2 separate regions of the Sus scrofa genome follow, and region 2 is linked to region 1. Evidence: chromatin contacts called from public HiChIP or PLAC-seq data. All regions are on one chromosome and are shown on one strand. Each heading gives the region's core, a stretch centred on a gene start, on an enhancer-like site or on the middle of the called end of the contact. The rest is flanking DNA. Distances are from core to core; before and after follow the strand shown.

Evidence for each region. HiChIP or PLAC-seq counts read pairs in DNA pulled down with a chosen protein or histone mark.
Region 2: a contact with region 1 is called in an H3K27ac HiChIP or PLAC-seq map of alveolar macrophages. The contact joins two enhancer-like sites. A contact is called at or near these places in 1 of 47 Hi-C or Micro-C datasets (embryonic fibroblasts) and 1 of 2 datasets of contacts at active chromatin or transcription factors (alveolar macrophages).

Annotation. Positions count from the first base shown.
Region 1 is chr4:57,458,003-57,464,198 of Sscrofa11.1, forward strand. It overlaps LOC106510042 (a long non-coding RNA gene), which reads right to left. Exons shown (of 7, transcript XR_002343242.1): 7 at 5,108-6,196. Among named protein-coding and RNA genes, the nearest start is that of IL7, 220 kb to the right of the region's middle. Within about 2 kb of position 2,544, at least 3 of the 83 cell types and tissues checked have an H3K27ac peak or open chromatin away from gene starts, as enhancers often do. A contact at or near this core is called in alveolar macrophages, where this site is marked.
Region 2 is chr4:57,650,505-57,656,700 of Sscrofa11.1, forward strand. No RefSeq gene overlaps it. Among named protein-coding and RNA genes, the nearest start is that of IL7, 32 kb to the right of the region's middle. Within about 2 kb of position 3,692, at least 3 of the 83 cell types and tissues checked have an H3K27ac peak or open chromatin away from gene starts, as enhancers often do. A contact at or near this core is called in alveolar macrophages, where this site is marked.

The DNA.
Region 1 (6,196 bases), core at 1,294-3,793:
CTTAGATCTCTTGCAGCAGTTACCTATTTAAACACCTAGGAGCAAGACCAAATGGCCCTGTGTACAAAGCTGTGGGGGTGGCCGTGATATGGAGGTGGGATCCCAGGGAACTGAATTCTTAGCTCAGCCTCAAACTGACCTTGAATTAGTTAAAACAAAAGAGATCATATATTGTAATAAGAGTGACTGCTTTGAACAGATATTAATCATGAAAAAAAAGAAAAAACTTAGCCCGTTCTTCAGTTGAAATAACTCTTTTCGTGATTCTTTCCATTGACTTAAAGGTACATTCCAAAAAGATGTTATCAGCAAGTTATCAGTCATGGACATCCTATGAATGACTCTTCTCAGACCCCTTCCATAAGGCAGATTGTGATCAAAAACCCACAGTGTGGTGGAACCAAACAAGTGGGGGTTCAAATCATGGCTCTGGCTCTGCTACTTTAATATTTCCACAGAGACTGCATTTTAATGTGGGATAGAACGGTTTATTATGTCATTTCTGGAGTTCCCGTCATCACACAACAGAAATGAATCCTACTAGGAACCATGAGGTTATGGGTTCAATCCCTGGCCTCACTCAATGGGTTAAGGATCTGGCGTTCCTGTGAGCTGTGGTATAGGTCACAGACATGGCTCAGATCTTGCATTGCTGTGGCTGTGGTGTAGGCTGGCAGCTGAAGCTCTGATTCGACCCCTAGCTTGAGAACCTCCATATCCCTTGGGTGTGGCCCTAAAAAGCAAAAAAAAAAAAAAAAAAAAAAAAAAAAAAGTCAATTCTGAATGATGCAAAACCCAGAATGTGAGAAGGGGCTTTATGTGAAACATGAGCTAAACATAACAACAAAAGTAAGTTATTTAATCACTCTGCTCACCTCTGAGCCCTACAACTAAGAACCATACCTAGCACATAGTACTGCATTTAATGAGTAGCTTCTAATGATGGATTCACTTGAAGATTCAGTTTATTCCTTTATTGGAATAAACTGTTCCTTTATTCCTTATTGTCTATCAAAATGTGACAATAAAACTATTCCACCAATTTCTGTTGTTGTTGTCGTCTTTTTAGGGCTGCACCTATGGCATTTGGAAGTTCCCAGGCTAGGGGTTAAATCAGAGCTGTAGCTGCCAGCCTACGCCACAGCCACAGCAATGCCAGATCTGAGCCACGTCTGTAACCTTCACCGCAGCTCATGGCAATGCCAGATCCTTGAACCACTGAGCGAGAACAGGGATTGAACCCACATCCTCATGGATCCTAGTCAGGTTCATTACCACTGAGTCATGGTAAGAACTCCTCCACCAAATTTTTTGAAGTTTGGTGATAATGCATGCTAACCTTCATGCCTGGTAAAGTGTTAATATTCAAGAAATTGCACCATGTCTTTCCTAGCTAGACAGTGGGTTACTTGAGGACAACAAACATTAATTATTCGCATTTATATCTCCAAGTCCTAGAGCAGTCCCTGGCTCATGGTAGGCACTTGTATTTGTTGAATGAATATTAAGGTACAATTGATAGCACATGACCCTGAGTGTCTCCAGTGATTGCTCCTTTAACAGAGTAGCTTATCCAGGTATGGGTGCAGAACATAGCTTTAGCTTGAGTACCTTTTCACATTTTTTCATTATAAGGAGAATCATCGGAAAGAATTCTCCCTTCATGCTTTGGTATAAAGCTCTAGCAATATAAGATCTGTGCTGCTTACAGCCATGATTTCAGGCTCAGGTAGGCCACAAGAACCTTAGAAGATGAAACCAAGAGACAGAGTGAAGTGATAATAAGAAAATAATATAGCAGTGAGAAAAGATAAAGTCCTTGTACCTCACAAGAGACTGAATGAACCCCTGCCCTTTCTGTGGCTGGGTTCTAGTGATGTGATAACTGGACAAAGCATACTAGTACAACTTCAAGTGACTTAGGAGAGGATATTTCACTAGGAAAAACTTGCACATATTTTACAAGAGGAGGCACATGATCCCTTGTTCTCTTATCACCTGGAAATGTGTATAAAGGCTGTGGTTTTGCTAAACACTGAAGATCTCTACCCTGGGAGAGGAATGCTGACCTGCAAGCATGGGAATTGTTTTGTCTAGAGAATAAATACGACAGCCTCAGGTATCTGGTGCTCAGAGCCCACGTGCAAGCTTTCTAGGGTCTGGGAAGGCCAGCTGCTAGCATCTAGGAACTTTGTAGGAAATTTGGATTTGGGAAAACAGAATTGCACCTAGTGAGAAGCTGAATTTGAGTACAGCCCCTCCTCTGTTGGAAAGGCAACTTGAGCTTCTGGGGTCATAAACTAGATACTCTTGCTTCTCTCTTCATGGTGATTTAATAATTTCCCCAATTTTTACATCACTTGGTTAAAGGTGAATGCCTATCACTTGCAACTGAAGGAGTCTTGACTAATATGGGCTTAATTTATGCAAAGACTGTGCTAGATTGTGAATTTAATGCAAGTATGATTTGGGGTATCTCCAGCAGTGAGCTAAACTCTTGATACTTATTAACAAATAAATGTTGGACTTCCCCTGTGGCTTACAGCATAACTACATGGCATTATTTCTGCAACTATTTGGGTTCCGGATCTGGAATTTCCACATGCAGTGGGTGTGGCCAAACACTTTAATTAATTAAAAGATACAAATAATGTTGAATGCATGATTTAACAAAGTTTATATAAAATCTCATGTTATCATCACAATAACAGTTATCTTCTTCATTTTATTACTCAGAAAAATGGAAGCTTAGATAAATTTTCTAAGCTGATGAGTGATAGCGTTAAAGTAAAGCCTAGTTCTGACTCTCAGGTTTATCACTTAATTATTATTCATTTCCTCATCATGAAAAGTAATTTGTAAATTGCTAAGAGGTCATAGAATCCAGTTTTAAGGAATTGAGAGTTGAGTTATTCATAGGGTCTCCCCTAGTTCTGTTGAATGCTATATACAAAAAAAAAAAAAAAAAAAAGGATTTCCTGTCGTGGCGCAGTGGTTAACAAATCCGACTAGGAACCATGAGGTTGCAGTTTCGATCCCTGGCCTTGCTCAGTGGGTTAACGATTCGGCGTTGCCATGAGCTGTGGTGTAGATTGCAGACGTGACTCAGATCCTGCGTTGCTGAGGCTGTGGGCGTAGGCCGGTGGCTACAGCTCCAATTCAACCCCTAGCCTGGGAACCTCCATACGCCTTGGGAGTGGCCCAAGACATCACAAAATAAGACAAAAAAAAAAAAAAAGTTTACATCTTATGCCTCCTGTCACTTGCCTTCTGCAAAAGGAAGTATTTAATTTCTACAAAACTAATAAACATTTTTCTCTCCAATGGTCAGAACTTAAGAGGAAGGTAGAAGAGTTCAGATTGGGAAATATTTGTTACGACTTTTGTATTTCCTTGGCTATTTTCCACAAAAGTAATCATGGAGAGCATAGCAGAGGGATGAGCATATATTTCTAACTTAGCCCTATGGGTTTTTCCCTCTAACTCATTCTTTCTTGGCACCAGGCAGGATGAGGGCCATGTATTCATACATAGTTCCCTTGGCTAGATTAACACATACAATGTATAGAAACCCATATGTCCTATATTTAACATCACTAGAGCACAGCCTTTTTGCTTCAAGTAGCCATTTGAAGAGCTCCTGAACACCAACCTCAGTCATTCAGCCCATTGGCCCTTTTAGACCACAGCTGGTGAGCATGCCAAAAAACCACAAATATCTCTCTGGGGGGGAAAGCATGCTGCCCAGTGGGTGTCAGTCATTGCTCTCCAAGCTACCTAAACAGATGAAATGGAACTGAAATATCCTGTGACATTTCCAAAAGAGGAAAGCCCAAAACATATATCCTAGACAAGAGACAACATCTTGCTTATTAGCAGGTGGAAAGATGGAAGATTTTCTCTTCTGCTTTCCTTTCTCCTCCTTTGAAAAAACACATAGGATATGAAGACAAAGGACACTACTCCAAGTATGTTCAGTACTTGAACAGAGAGAAGCAATAAAATCTAGCGTTTATAAAAGGAATAACTCAAACATCATATGAAAATCATAAAAAAATAAAGGAACACAGGAATGCAAGGAAAATTAATCAAATTAATAAATTGAAGAGATGGTTCTTTGAGAAAGCAGCAAAACTAAAAGCTCTCTGGAAAATATTATCAAGGAAGAAATTAAAGTACAAACAAACAACAACAAAACAATTATACTGACTATTACATTCTCTGATTTTTTTCTATCTTCAACAAGTTTCAAGAATTTTTTAAAAATTCTAAGACATACAAATGTATTTTAAGGCTTAAAAGTGTAATTTTCTTGAAAAGAGCATTTAATGTATTGGAATTAGTAATGTATGTAAGATATACCCTTGATAAATTCTCAACATTCTAAATCCCAAGAGTTTTATTACAAATTTTTTTAAACTTTCGAAATATAGATTATATACATGCTATATAAATGTTTTGAGAACATTTTAAGTCAAATAAAAAGCTGTGCCAAAACCCAAAAAGTTCAAGTATATTTAACAAATTTCTAAATATAATATTAATGAACATAGTTTAATAGCAGTTTTGAAAGAATAATATATCATTTGCATACATAATTTACCTCAAAAGGGGAAATTGATTAAATATTGTGAAATCTTTTCCTATAATACACCTTTGCTATAAGAAAATTAAGAAATAAAAATAATCTCTGTAAAGTGAATTAGATTCTCAAATTCAATATTTTCTATTAAACTTCCTCAAAATTATCCATATAATTATTTTATATCAATATAAAATAAAGCATCTATTTCAAATCAAAAGCCAATATTGCACTTACTGGTGAAACACTACCTCCTTTAAAATGTAGAATGATACAAGAGCACCTATTATTACCATTATTCACCAATGTTTTGCTCACTTTGCAAAAACAATAAGACATAAAACTGCATACAAACACAGACATGACAAAGGACGCCCCCCCATACACACACATGAAAGGGAGAGACAAGGTATTATTATCTGCAAAAGATGAGAAAGATAAAATGGAATAATGAAAATTACAAATGACTTAACTAAATATCCAATAGGTTTATTTTTTAAAATGATTTTTATTTTTTCCATTATAGCTGGTTTGTAGTATTCTGTTAATTTTCTGCTGTACAGCAAAGTGACCCAGTCACACATACATATATACATTCTTTTTCTCACATTATCCTCCATCATGCTCTATCATAAGTGACTAGATATAGTTCCCAGTGCTATACTGCAGGATCTCATTGCTTATCCAAATGTAATAGTTTGCATCTACTAACCCCAGATTCCCAGCCCATCCCACTCCATCCCCCTCACCCTGGCAACCGTAAATCTGTTCTCCAAGTCTCCAGTAGGTTTATAAAAAAAAAAAAAAGTTTACTAATGTGGTTACATTAAAAAATAATTTTATAAAAACACATGACATCATTATATAATAACAACTGGGTGGGAAAAATGTTAAAAGAAAACTTGGACTGAAGGTAGCCCCTACTGGCACTACTGATGTATAATCTTTACTTTAATAGATCAACAGTCTTTTATACTCAACATATGACAGTTAATCTCACATTTGTGTTCTTTTCAATTTCTATTATTAAAATAAAAGGAGCTCCCGTTACGGCTCAGTGGGTTAAGAGCCCAATATAGTGTTCATGAGGATGTGGGTTCAATCCCTGGCCTCTCTCAGTGGATTAAGGATATGGTTTTACAGATGTGGCTTGGATCTGGTGTTACTGTGGCTCCAATGTGACCCTTAGCCCAGGAATTGCCTGCCATATGCCACAGGTGTAGCCAAAAAAAGAAAATGAAAAAGAAAAAAAAAAAAAGAAAAGAAAACCTGTGCTTTCTATTATAATATCGTCTGAAGGGATCTTCGTCTTGAAATTCATAAAATATCATGTTCTTCTTCTATATTCATGATGTTGTGCTAGTTACACCTGGTGATGAAGAAGTGGCAAACACTCTGATATACTGGTGATATATCAGGTGCAGGGAGTGAGATATAAATCCTATAAGGAATCCAGAGCCACTTTTAGAAGTCTAGTGGTCAGGAATATCTAGGAATTTCTTTCTAAGATTAAATATGTTACACCTTACATACTGTACTATCTGCCACTAGCAAGGAGGAACAGTTTCTAATTGGCATCCTTGAATTCATGAGATAATACAAACTATTTTGACA
Region 2 (6,196 bases), core at 2,442-4,941, 190 kb after region 1:
GTGTAGACAGGCAGCTGCAGCTTGGATTCAACCCCTAGCCTGGGAACTTCTATATGCTGCAGAGGCAGCCCTAAAAAGAAAAAAAAAAAGAAGAAAAAAATGCCTTTAAAAAAATGTAAGAGCGGAGTTCCCATCGTGGCTCAGTGGTTAATGAATCCGACTAGGAACCATGAGGTTATGGGTTCAATCCCTGCCCTTGCTCAGTGGGTTAAGGATGCAGCATTGACATGAGCTGTGGTGTAGGTTGCAGACGAGGCTCGGATCCCACGTTGCTGTGACTCTGGCGTAGGCTGCAATTCGACCCCTAGCCTGGGAACCTCCATATGCCATGGGAGTGTCCCTAGGAAAGGCAAAAAGACAAAAAAAAAAAAAAAAGAGCTAAATTGAGACTGTGAACCACCTCTGAGATGGAAAGGTGGCAAACTTTTAAGGAGGCAACCACAGGTAGCAAGTACCACTTCCAAATGGATCTTGTCATCCCCTTTCTCAGACTCTAACTATAGTGTTACATTCCCAAGTATGATGCCCCTGGACACTTGTAGAACAATATTCCAAGGGAGAAAAAAAAAAACATTCAAAACCAAATGAGTTGGGAAATGTTTCGTATAATATGATTGGAATGAAGAAGAGGATGATGAGGATGAAGGAGGGGAAGGGGGTCGAAATGCTCAGTAAGAAAAATATATAGAAATAATTTATTTTACTGCATTTAAAAGAGAAAGAGAAGGAAAGAAAAAAAGAAGACATTTGGGGCTTGGAGAATTCCTATACATCCCATTTTCCTACATAGGAATGTAGACACAGTGGGTAGACACAGGAAGTACCATAACCACAGTATGAAAGCATGGCATTCCCCACTATCACACCAGCCTGGAAACATTGAGTGAAACTAGTGCCCCACAGAGCCCACTTTAGGAAAGCTTCATGACCTCATTTAAATGTCATAGCTAAGTTAACAGCAAATAAGAGGCTCTGTGTGTGTGTGTGTGTGTGTGTGTGTGTGTGTAAGATTTCCCCAAAGTTTTATTATTCAAGTTCTTGGATATAATTTTTACATGCATCTGCAAAGGATCTAGTAATAGAAGTCACTATATCTTAACCCTGGTTGCCTATTACAATCACCTGAGGAACTTTGAAAAAAATCTGCATCTTATACCCAGAGACTCTGGTAATAATGTTCCAGGATAAGGCCCAAACACTAATATGTCTGCAAGTACCAAGATCATCAAGTTGCAAACTCAACCTAAACAGCCAAAGGACACCTCCTTTCCTCTTGGTTTTCTTCCCATCCCCCTTTCTCTTCTTGTCCAATGTTGTGGTTGAGGAAATGTCATTATTTCTTTCCTTTGCTAAGAGCTTGTCCAAAGGGGCAAGAGTAGGGGTAACAAAAAGAAATAAAAGCAAAGAGAGAGAGGAGGGACCCAACCACTTTTCTTGACTGGCCCCTCCCCACATGCCATGGTTCTAAGCCCTCAGGCGAATCCTCCTATGAGTCCCATGTGTGGCTTGAGAGTCAGCAGAATAAGGCATCCCAATGATGTGTTTGTAAATTGAAGGTTGATCAATTTTTTAAATACTTCCAAGAGAGAAAACTATTTGTGTATACACAGGAAATAAATATATGTGTGTCTGTGTGTGTGTATAATAGTAAGCACTGGAACTCTGCTTCTTGGCCTGCTATGCCCAATAAAACAAAACAAACAAACAAACAACAACAACAACAACAAACTACTGAATCTCCTGGGAAGAGTGTAATGTACACCTATAGAGCCTCTGCTCTTCAATTTGACCAAGTCTAGTCTTCAGGACAATTTCTTAAAGGAGCCCCACCGTGACTTCTGGATGTAGAGATTATGGGTTAAACAGTGGTGCCAGGAAGCATCTGCCAGGGCTTAGCCTTGGTCATTGATCTTTCTAAGCCTAGGACCCAACTGTCTCCTAAAGTGCTGATTTCCCATTCCTAGTCTGGCCTGTTCTACCTAATTTTCTTGGTTTCCTTCCAGGACTGGAAGGCTTTTCTGGACTCTTGGTCATGTGGCTGAGTTCCGGGATCATGTGTCATTCTTGCCAGTCCTTTCCTTTGTGTGTCTGAACCAAAGCTTGGCTCTCTAGGAAAGGCACTTGTCACCTGGGCTCCAAGCTTCCATCCACAACAGGAATCATACCAGTCCTGCCCTACCCATAGGTCTGTAGAGTTTGGTATGCACACCTCCAGGATTAGCAATGAGATAGAATCAACACCATCTGACTTCTCTCCACTGAGCCAGCCCCAAGAGCAAGAGGAGTGTCCCCAGCCCAGCTTTGGCTCACTTTTCAGCTTCCAACAAAACCTCAGCCAAGCCTAATGCCTTTTAGGATACCTGCATCCAAGCGTATAACTAAACTCTCTACCACAAAAACATTGAGAGCAAGTCTAAGAAAAACATTCTGTAAACTTTAAAATCCCATGCACATTATGTATTAACAATAATTAGCATTGCATTTCCATTAATAGAGTAGTGATATCAGACATACCATATATAAATAAGATCTGTAAGTTTTCCTGAGATGCTGAGTACCATGGTGAGGGTTGTTTCAACAGACAACATGCATTGAATTCTAAAGCATCTATTGGCATATTTGGCACCCCAAATATCTAGTTTCACTACAAAGTCAGCAGCCCTTGGTGGACATAGATAAAATGTGTTTTGCTGGCAACATGATTTCCAATAGGCATTTTGAATAACAAGACCTGGTCATCTATTTTATATTTTTACTGCATCCAAAAGAATATGAGCCAGCCAGGATAAATAAGGGGGAATTCAGTGTAGAGAACAAAAAAAGTCTATATGGCTTTGTGTTTCTGGTGCTATCCGCAAGGGAGCATGCCCTGAAGAAATCTCCCCAAAAGAAGTTGTGCCATGTCACAATTTTATATACTCAAGTACCAAGATGCAGGCACAGTGCACTTGTTCTTGATTTAGATACCCTTGGTTACCAGAAAGGCAGAACCAGTCTGTGTATAATCATAAAATCTGCAGCATTGTGACCATGTAGAAAAGTCACTATGCTCTTTGCATTTAAATGCTGAGGTTGGCTTCTCTTCCCTGGGTCTGTGTGCTCAATATCTATTTGGCAGGAAGTTTTGATTTCATCTGCTTGGACCATTAGTTCCAGCCAGCTTATAGCCTCTTCTCCTCTATGAAATTCTTTAGCACCAAAAGAAAAATCTAAGGTGGCAAAGTGAAGCCATAGTTAACATCCTTTTATGCACATAAACATTGCCCTTAAAACATGTATATTCCACTCACAGCGAAATCATGGTAGCCAAGCAGTTGCCTTCATCCTGTGTTATTCAAAAGAATATTTGCATAAGCTTCCAGCTATCTCTTAAATCATGTTTCTGTCAAGACCTATTACATTCAGTCACAAAGTATGATTCATTCTCTATTATCCAGCCTCATGTGATTAAATCCATGACTCAGCAAAATTTCAAGCCACTGTATCATACACTTTGGAAACTGTTCTTCATTTACTAAAATGATGAACGTTCACTCTTCCCAGGCCCGGGGTCTTCCACTTAAGCTCTCCAATCTTTACATGCTCTCCCCACAAGCCACAGACCAATGACACAGACAATCCATCCCCAGGGCGATGCCCAAGAGATTGGCCAGAGCTCTTCCCCTTTCTCTCCCACTTAAGAAATCATGTCAAAAATCAAGTGAATGACAACAATGTTCTGATAAGTATAACCTGAAACACAGTCTGAACTGCCCTGAAAAAACTATATAACATCATATCCTAGGAAATAGTAAGAACCGGCAACCTATTTCACAATGAAGCTCAACACGTCAGTGTATTACAAGAGCATATTTGAAAAATGCTGGTCCATAGTGCTGGTTCATTGTCTGGCAATGGGATTTTTACAACACTTTATATGCGTTGCTTCATCCGGTTTTCACAATATTCCTGGGAAGTAAGAGAGAAACACATTATTTCCCGCATATTAAAAGTTTTATATATATGAGCATGAGTCAAGTAAGCAGTTACAAATTGCACATCATGGGCATTGAAGCTTTTGCTGTATGAACAGAGGGAAGAAAGGAAGAGAGAGGGAGGGGAAATGAAGGATGTTTTAGGATTAAGCTTGCAAGGCTTCATACAAAAGACTTTTCTTCTTCTTCGCCTACAATTAGGAAATGAGGCTGCTAGAACAGTGTTTCACAGAGTCTGTTCGACAGATTTATTTTTCCTCCATGATACTTTATAGGAAAAAAAAAAAAGGTACTGAATTCAAATAAGTTCTGGGAAACACTGCATACTATGTCTGTCTTAGATACTCGCAAGGCCCTTTTTGCATAGTAAAGGTGCTAAAAGTCCTACAGTAAAGAATCATGTTTAATTTTCTTTTCTTTCTTTCTTTTCTATTCGGGCTTCACCTGCAGTGTATAGAATTTCCCAGGCTAGGGGTCGAAATGGAGCTGCAGCTGCCAGCCTATACCACAACCACAGCAATGCAGGATTGGAGCCACATCTGCAACCCCACAGCTTGTGGCAAACCAGATCCTTAACCCACTGAGCTAACTCAGGGATCGAACCTACATCCTCATGAATACCGGTCGGGTTCTTAACTTGCTGAGCTACAATGGCAACTCCATAATTTTCTTTCATTTGCGTTATTAACATTTATTTGCCCATGAAAAACCCTGCCTCCTGTAATTCCTATTAACATGATGTAGATCTGGGTTCTGAGGAACACACTTCGAGAACTACTGCATAAGGGGTTAACTGTCTGATAGTTCATATACTCGTGTCTTACTGATGTTTTACTCACTCACTTTTATTTGAAAGAAAAAAAATAGCCAGATGCCTTATGAGAATCCTTTATAAAGGCCTCCTTTTGGATAGAACCAAAAAATAAAAATGAGAAACAAAATGTTTATCAGTTCTGTAACTCATAAATACTGCCAGTTCACAAATCTTTGGCAGAAACCACTACCAAATGCAATAAATCTTAATTAGTGTGAAGAAAAGTATCAAAGGTTGATGAACAACTTCCCTTCCTGAAAATGTGCAGTTTCCAGAGAAGTAACTAAAGCCAATTTTGCCAATTCTCACTAAGAGTGAGTAAGTGGAGAACAGGACTGTTAGCAGAGGAGGCCTTACAAGAAACAGATTTTGGCCGCCCGAGGCTAAGCAAGTGCAGAAAATGAATACCCATGCTTTAGAATTTTATTACTGTTTGTTTAATGATAACACCCTTCTTTAAAGTAACATATTTCTCTAACATGGCAGAGAGGAAGGTAATCTCATTACCTAGAGACTCTGGAAGCAAGGGTGAGCAATTTTTACAGACTGCAAATGTGGTGATGCAAGAAACAGGGAAAAGCAAAACAAAGCAAAACACGTGGCCCCACCAAACTGAACGTCCTTAGGTGTGTAACTTATCTCCAACCTGACTTCCCACCTCTGTCTTAGTTTCCTTGGGCTGCTATGACAAAACACAATATTTTGAGTGGCTTAAACAACTGGCATTTATTTTCCCATGGTCTGTAAGCTGGCAATCAAAGATGAGGGTGCTGGCAGGGTGAGTGTCACAAAGGTTCTCCCCCACCTCACCTTCTCACTGTGCTCACAGGACTGTTCCTTGATCTGAGTGCTTTCTCCTCCTCTTCCCATAAGGCCACTAATTTCATCATGAGGGTTCCATCCTGGTGACTCTATTGAAATCTAATCACGTCCCCAACACCACCTCCAAATACCTACCACCACACTGGGAGTTCAACATACGAATTTTGAGGGAACGCAAATATTCAGCCTATGACACCTGCCTTGTGCATGCAGGTGAATAATGCAGAATCAAAGTCCTCCTTTACATACACAAAACATACACAAAATCCACCCCCAACCTGTCACCAGCAATTCACATGCAGTGGAACTCACATAACACACTCCTAGTGAGGTTTGCTGCATTTTCCCCTATCACGTAGAGAGAGCAAAACATTCAGAAATAAAGATTTCTAATGAACACGCTATGGCTATGATCTTGCCAAGGGACTCACAACAGATTAAGCATCTGGATCCAGTTGCCAATTTACAGGAAATGCAGACAATAAATATGGTGATCTGCAAAAAAATTTTATAGGTCCATTTCCCCAGGATCTTTGGGATATTTATTATAATGGAAAGAAAGCCAAGGGAAAAGAACGTGTAGATT